Linked DNA regions of Sus scrofa: region 1 is linked to region 2. Evidence: chromatin contacts called from public Hi-C data. All regions are on one chromosome and are shown on one strand. Each heading gives the region's core, a stretch centred on a gene start, on an enhancer-like site or on the middle of the called end of the contact. The rest is flanking DNA. Distances are from core to core; before and after follow the strand shown. Region 1 holds the start of NUDT16L1 (protein syndesmos). Region 2 holds the start of DNAJA3 (dnaJ homolog subfamily A member 3, mitochondrial).

Region 1 (3,814 bases), core at 888-3,387, 220 kb before region 2:
AGCCGCGCCCCTGGGCCCCGCTCCTCCGCCAATCGCTGACCCGCGCCGGGGCCGAGCCCATCGCGACGCTCAGAGGCGTCGTTGCGAAGCGGGAGGGGCGTGCGCAAAGGGGAAGGCGGTTCGCGCCCAGCTGTCACCCAACAGCCGCGCACCCCGAACCGGCACCGCCCACGATCCTAGAAAACCACAAGGCCCAAGATGCAACGCGACAACCGAGCCCGCACGAGCCGAGCGCAGATTCGGATTCGGGTTCCCAGACGCGCGGCGCCTGCGGGGTTGGGGCGCTACCTGCAGGCGGTGCAGCCTGTGGAGTCTGGACTCAAACTGCGCGTCTAGAAGAGGGCAGGGAAAGCCCTAGCAATTATACTGCCCTCCGCCTTCCCCCGCGCCTCTTCGGGAGCACAGCCGCGCCGGCTTCCCACCGTCAGCTCCAGGCCGGGTTGGCGCCTGTCCCTGGGCGTGCGGGCGCCCCCTGCCTGCCCCAGGGGGCTCAGCCGAGCCTTGCGGCCAGGAGGCACAATGCCAGCCCATGGTTCTGCTGCCGGTTAAACACAGCCTGGCAGAGTCCAGCTACCCCCCGAGTCCAGCCCAGCCCTGAACTGGGGGTGGGCGGTGAGGAACTCGGGGACTTCCTGAATCCAGCCTGCTGGGGCAGAAGTGATTTAGATTCCGGGCAGGGAGCTTCCCAGCGCAGCGCCCAAATACCCGTGTCAGGGGCCATATAGGCCAGGTACTCCCCCCTTTAGGAACCTGGGGCTCAGATGAACGGGACTTGCCTGAGGGCACCCAGCAGTTTGTGAGAGCCAGGATCCTACCCTCGAATTCCACCTCTCCTACCCAGTGTCCGCGCAGAAAACCGTGCAGCTTCTGGGGACGAGGGCCTGAGTCACTTACCAGCGTCTGTACCGGAGAAGGCAGGCACTACGGCTCCGGAGCATCAGAAACAGCAGCTGCGGCAGAGCAGCAGGCTCCCCCGGGTTCTGTGGTGCTACTCACTCCATCAGGTAGCCCAAGCTCCATTTTCCCCCCGCGTGGTCCTCTGCCAGGGTTGGGGCTGCCGCAGCAGGGAGGCAGCCGCAGCTGGCAGTGGGAGGCCAGACTCTAGGGAGACTAAAGGTGTTTGAAGGGAAGGACCCAGGCATTAATAAATAAAGGTGTTTGAAGGCTCGCCTCAGGCATTAATAAAGGAGGTGGGCCCGTGGTGGGAGACCCAGTGCAGCCAATGCAAAAACCTGTGTGACTGAAAGGCCTTTTCCACACCGAGACCGTGGCAGACCGGGGACCCCCGAGGTTGGCAGGCCTTCCCTGGGGCAGGGCCAGGCCAGCTAGGAAGGCTGGCTCCACCCTTGAGTGCCTGAGTCAGAGGGCACTGCTGGCTGGCCGTGGTTCGGGCAGTGCTGCAGTGGGCGTGCTGGGGCACCAGCCTCTCCCCATGCAGAGGCTGCTTGCTGGTCAGGGGAGCTCAGGCTGAGCAGAGGGCCCCAGCTGGGCTCCAGCGTCCTGGCAGCCAAACCTGCCCTCCAATCCATTTCCCCCGAGGACAGCTGGAGAAAGTCGCTCCCTTGCTTAGCAGCCTCCAATTGCTCCTAGGGCAAAACTGGGCCCCCACAAAGTGTCTGCACCCCACACCCCAGCTCTGACACTTCAGCCACTCCGTGGACACAGTAGACCCACTCCTGCCTTTGCACTTGCTGAGCCAGCTGCCTGGGGTGCTCTTCCAGGCCCAGCTCCTTGGCATCCTTTAGGGCTCAGCTGAAACGTATCACAGAAGCCCTCCCCAAACACAGGCTAAATCAGCACCACCTCGTTAGCCACCGACCCCCTTCCTAACTGTAATCACATGTGGTTAGACCTGAATCACTTGCGTAGCATCTCACTGACTAGAACGCAGGCTCCCAGGGGCCTGGCGCCTTCTGCTTTCTGCTGGCACAGCAGGCACTCAGTTCACGGCGGCAAGAGGAACTAGCGACGGCTACGGCCAAAGCAATTGCATAGCTGGAGGCCTGGGCTCTTCCACCTGCTCAGGAAACAGAGCCAAGTCCCAAGGGTCCCTCCCCTTTGCTCCAACCCGACAATCAGCATAATGCCGACCCCAAGAATAACAAGCAGCAGCACTCACGCCCTCCCGGAAGTCCTATGTCACATCACACATGAGGGAACAGTGGCTGCAGCCACAAGCAGGCACTTGCGCTGCTCTGAGTGTGTCAGAGCTGCCACTCAGCTGTCCTGCCTCCCGAGAAACAACCCAGTCCTGTGGAGCTGTGCATGGAGGGAAAAGCGAATAGGATATTGCTGCATGATTTTATTACTATAAATATACAGTAAAAACGAACAAAAACTAGCCAATCAGAGTACATCAAATGGTAGCACGTGTTAAGTCCAAGACAGGCCAGTCTGCACCCCGCCCTTCAGTTACTGGCCCCAAAACCAATGGTGAGAGGCGGGGGGTGTTGGCCAGTGAGAGGAGAGGGGTGAGGAGAGGGAGACGGTCATGTGCGTGTGTGGCATCTGTGCACCCACGAGCACACGGCGGGCAGGACGGGAGGCAGGGCGCCTGCAGTGTGGCCTCTGTTCATAGGCTCAACTGGAGAGAGAAGGAGGCGCCCATTCCGAGCACCCCACTCATCAGAGCCTCAGGCTGTGTGGTCGGCTGCCCAGCACCATCCTTCCCACCTGCTAGGAAAGCGCTGGCACGGGGAGTGCAGACCCGCCGCCGCCAGGCTAAGGTCCCACTGGGGCAGCTCTCATCCAGAGGCACCAGGGCCAAGCACGCTGTCTGCCTTTCTGTTGCCCGCAAGTTTGTCTTTAAGAGAAGGCGAGGTCACCTCACATGGGGCCCTCGTCCCCAGGGACATCCCGCCACAGGAGCCCCAGACGGGAACAAATCAAAGCAAATTCTCAGTGCCATCTACGGCAGAGGGAGCAGAGAAGCCACCAGCGCCTTCCAGAGCAGGTGATGGCGTGCCGCTCGCCGAGCAGAGCCCCGGCCCAGAGGGTCTGGTGCCGTGGGCAAAGCTGCCGCTGGGAAGGGCTCTCAGGCACCACACCGCCCATGCCCAGACCCAAACCTGGCCGAGCCTCGCCAAGCTGTGCAGGGGGAGGGCAGGGGCAGTCTCCTTCCCGGCCTGAGACTCAGACCCCACCTCCTCTCCTTCCAGGGGCCCCGCGCGTCCCCGTGAAGGCAGCACCTCACCGCCCAGGAACTCCTCTTCTCCAGCGTGTCCCTCAGTTCCCGGGCATCGGCCGCCACGGCTCGGGGGCTGGGTGAGGCTGCACACGGGTGCCCGGCCCCGGGGCATTGGGAAGGACCCAGAGCTCAGCGCCCGGGACAGAAAGCCACTGTCCTTCATCTTGTACCATTTACAAATACATGGACTGTAGAAAAAGGGTCGTCAGAGGGGACAGTCAACTGTGCTCTTCGGTCAAGGGTCACACAGCTCCTCGCAGCCAGTGACCACGCAGAACTTGCAGACTGGAGAGGCCAGGGGTTGCGCTGGAGTCCACGGCCCTCGGCCAAGTCCGGGGAGCCAGGCCAGGCTCTCAGAGTGGGGTCAGCTCGGCGGCCCCAGGGTCAGGACTGGGGCCACCAAGTGGAGGCCGGGGGGGCCCGGTGGTGTGCAGGCTGCGGGGCGTCTCCATGGAGGTGGACCATCCTGCGGGCAGGGGGACAGGGAGGGGGGTCACGCTGGGCCGAACTGTCCTGACACCCCGCTCCCCTGACCCGCTGGGCTCGGGCTTCTCTCCGGCTGACCCTGTGTCCGTGGCTGGGCACCCAGAGGGCCCCGGGGGGCTGTCTGTCGCAGCAAAGAGCCGC
Region 2 (3,650 bases), core at 89-2,588:
GAACCCGCAATGGTTCTTAGTCGGATTCATTAACCACTGAGCCACGACGGGAACTCCAAGGCTCAACCACTTTATAGCTTTATGACATTCTATGAGTTAACATCTAAGCCTCAATTTCTTTATTTATAAAATAGAATAGGAGGGATCGGGAGCTTGGGCTTATCAGACACAACTTAGAATAAATTTACAAGGAGATCCTGCTGAATAGCATTGAGAACTTTGTCTAGATACTCATGTTGCAACAGAACAAATGGTGGGGGAAAAAATGTAATTGTAATGTATACATGTAAGGATAACCTGACCCCCTTGCTATACAGTGGGAAAATAAAAAAAAAATTATTAAAAAAAATTAAAAAAAAAATAATCACAGTGTCTATCAGATGGAAATGATCCGTGTCTGATAAATAGTAAGTGCTCGATAAATATTAGTTTGCATTTTTATCACAATAACCAACATATGGTCTTCTAAAAAAACACTAAGTGTGCCCTTCGATTTACACCATGTGGTAGAAAGCGTGTAAGCTATGTATGAAAGAACAACGCTGGGTTTGGGACAACTTTCCTTAACTACCTTTATGACCTTGGGCGGGTCAACTCCTCCGCTAGAACCTCGGTTTCCCGTTGTTTAAAATGGGGATGAGGATCCCCACCTCTTGCAGAATTGTTATTACCATCACGTGAGACCCAGCTAGCCCCAGAGCAGGTGCTCACCGAGTAAGCAGTTACCTCTTCCCTTCCGCTCCGGGCTAAAAGATGGAGGGATGGGAACGGAACTGGGCAGAAGACAAGCGGCAAGCTGGAAAGCCGCCTCCAGAAATGTTGACAGAGAGGTGAAGGTTCACCGCTACGGGACGTTTCATCTCCGCCGCCGGAGACTCCACGCAGCTGGGTAACCATTTGGGCCTCCTTCCCTCCTACGTGCCCATCTCCCCAAGCGACTCCGCAGGTAGTTCGGAAGACATGCTCCACACAGCTATCTCCATGGCCGGAGCGAAGCGAAGGACTTGGAGCCCCTCGAAGGTCTTGGAGCCCCTCGCTCGGTCGCTAGAGCCTGCCCTCACCTGTGAGGCTGACACCGGGTCTCAATGTCAGCAGCGCCCGGGCACCGCGAGCTCCGAGCGAAGACGCGAAAGCGGTGACGCTCAGATTCCGCCCGAGCGACGCCCCCACCGCACCCCCCAAGGGCGGCCGGGCCCCTCTCCTCGCTGCAGTCGGCAGCCACGGGGTCCCCACAGCCACCAGCAACAAGCGTGGGGAGCACCGCGCCGCCATCTTGGCCCGGGGACACTGCGCCTGCGCCGCCCGGCTCCTGGCTGCAGCGCCAGGACGACGCACGCGCGCAGCGCCGGTGCTTCCGGGGGCGGGGCCCGCTGCGCTCGCAAGAAGGAATACAAGTGTTGCGCGTGCGCGTCCGAAACCCATGCATTGTTTCCGTAGCCGACGCCGAAATGTGTATAAAAAGTGCTGTTAGGTAACTTGTCTCGAAGAGCCTCGTCATTCTGTACTGGACGATCAAGGCTGCACCTTTTCTGTTTAAGGACGTGGTTGAGTGTAGCCGAATGTAACTGGTCTGAGGGTTCCCGCAAGGGGCGGGACTACAAATCCCGGCGCGCAAAGGACCGTCAGTCCTGGAGATCCCATCATGCAATGCTCGGCTTCTTTCTTCTTGACCCTGAGACTTAGTTCAGCTTGCCGGGCCCTTAATCACCCGGAGTTCGCATGAGCTGCTGGAGTCTCTGCCTTACTCCCAAAGCCAGGCTTCGCGCTCACTTTTCCTCTGGCTGATTCCCCGGGAGCAGATCTTTGATCGCCCAACTCTCTGCCAAGCGCGTAATCTCTCCAAACCTGTAGAGACCTTGCGGATTGCGGAATGAGAGCCAAGCTACACAAAAACGAATTTTAAAACGTTCTGATCCCTTAGTGTCACGCACGTTCTAAAATGTTAGGGATAAAATGATGAACGACACACCATCCCTGCTTTGGAGGCGCACAAGATGAATAGAGGGACAGGCTCCTTAACAAATAAGAGTACATGATCAATAATATGGAAGGTATAGGGAGTTCCTGCTGTGGCACGGCAAGTCAAGGCTCCTGTGTTGTCTCTGTGGCAGCGGATTCCATCCCCGGTCTAGCGCGGTGGGTTAAGTTGTCGTAGCTGTGGGGAATTGCAGCTGCGGCTCAGTTTGGATTGCTGGCCTGGGAACTTCCATAAGTCATGGGTGCAGCCAAAAAAGGACAGTAGGGAGTTCCCCTTGTGGTGCAGCGAAATGAACCGGACTAGTATCCATGAGGACACAGGTTCCATCCCTGGCCTCGCTCAGTGGGTTAAGAATCAGGCATTGCGAGTGAGCTGTGGTGTAGGTTGCAGACGCTGCTTCTCGGATCCCACTTTGCTGTGGCTGTGGCATAGGCAGGCAGCTGTAGCTCTGATTCGACCCCGAGTGTGGGAACTTCCATATGCTGCGGCTGTGATAGCCAAAAAAAAAAAAAAGAAAGAAGGAAAGTAATAATATCAAAAGTATAAACAGTGTTATAGGCACCCAGGTGAGGGAGTTTCTCAAACAAGTCGGGGGCATTGGGGTGTCAGGGAAGGCATCTGAGAGGTAACATTGGAGTTGGACTTTGGTGAAAAGAGCATCAGGTAAAGACGGAGGGGCAGAGGATTCCAAGTAGCAAGAACTTCAAAAGCAGATTCTCTAAATCAAACATATTTAATTTAAAAAAGTATTTAAAAGCAGATGTCTGAAGGGCATTCCCATAGTGCCTCATCAGAAACGAATCCGGGGAGTTCCCGTCATGCCGAAGCAGAAACAAATCCAACTAGGAACCATGAAGTTGTGGATTTGGTCCCTGGCCTCGCTCAGTGGGTTAAGGATCCAGCATTGCCGTGAGTTGTGGTGTAGGTTGCAGACGCGGCTCTGATCCCGAGTTGCTGTGGCTCTGATGTAGGCCGGCAGCTACAGCTCCGATTCGACCCTAGCCTGGGAACCTCCATATGCCGTGGGTGTGGCCCTATAAAAGGCAAAAAAAAAAAAAAAAAGGAAGGGAACCTGAGGTCTCCTGGAAGGGTTTAAGACGATCTGTTCTCCTTGCTCCTGCCATCATCAAACCTGAAATTTTTGTGTATGTCGATGTTGGTCTGGGGAAAGAACCATAGCTGACATCAATCTAACTCTCCTCAGGCTCTGAGATTGAAAGAAGGTTAAAAAACCACTAGTCCAGTGACCAGTACAGTCACAAGTCTAGTTACAAGGCTGTTGTAAACTGCAAGGAATGTTGAGAGTTTGGGTTATGGAATGGAGAGGACGGAAGTGAGCAAGGGACATTCTAGGCAAAATGGGAAAAGCCATGGGGTTGGAAGTGGGGAAAAGAGTTTGTTTAGGAGGAAGTTCCTGTTGTGGCTCAGTGGAAACGAATCTGACTAGTATCCATGAGGACACAGGTTCGATCCCTGTCCTTGCTCAGTGGGTTGAGGATCCGGCATTGCTGTGAGCTGTGGTGTAGGTCACAGACAAGGTTTGGATCTGGCCTTGCTGTGGCTGTGGTGTAGGCCGGCCACTGCAGCTCCAGTTCAACCCCTAGCCTGGGAATCTCCATATGCCGCAGGTGCAGCCCCCAAAATACACACTCATATGCACAGAGTTTAGGAG

What was found. A called contact is a pair of places that touch in the nucleus more often than the background predicts.
Region 1: a contact with region 2 is called in a Hi-C map of liver, with 2.9 times the contacts expected there. The contact joins the promoter of NUDT16L1 here to the promoter of DNAJA3 in region 2. A contact is called at or near these places in 2 of 5 promoter capture datasets (fetal liver and liver), 4 of 47 Hi-C or Micro-C datasets (embryonic fibroblasts, heart right ventricle, liver and 1 more) and 1 of 2 datasets of contacts at active chromatin or transcription factors (alveolar macrophages).

What each region holds. Positions count from the first base shown.
Region 1 is chr3:37,692,516-37,696,329 of Sscrofa11.1, forward strand. NUDT16L1 (protein syndesmos) reads right to left here and starts at 2,138. Exons shown (of 4, transcript XR_002342434.1): 1 at 1-2,138. It overlaps MGRN1 (E3 ubiquitin-protein ligase MGRN1), which reads right to left. Exons shown (of 17, transcript XM_021086677.1): 17 at 2,288-3,653.
Region 2 is chr3:37,917,803-37,921,452 of Sscrofa11.1, forward strand. It overlaps DNAJA3 (dnaJ homolog subfamily A member 3, mitochondrial), which reads right to left and starts at 1,339. Exons shown (of 11, transcript XM_003354626.4): 1 at 1,062-1,339. The coding sequence starts at 1,272.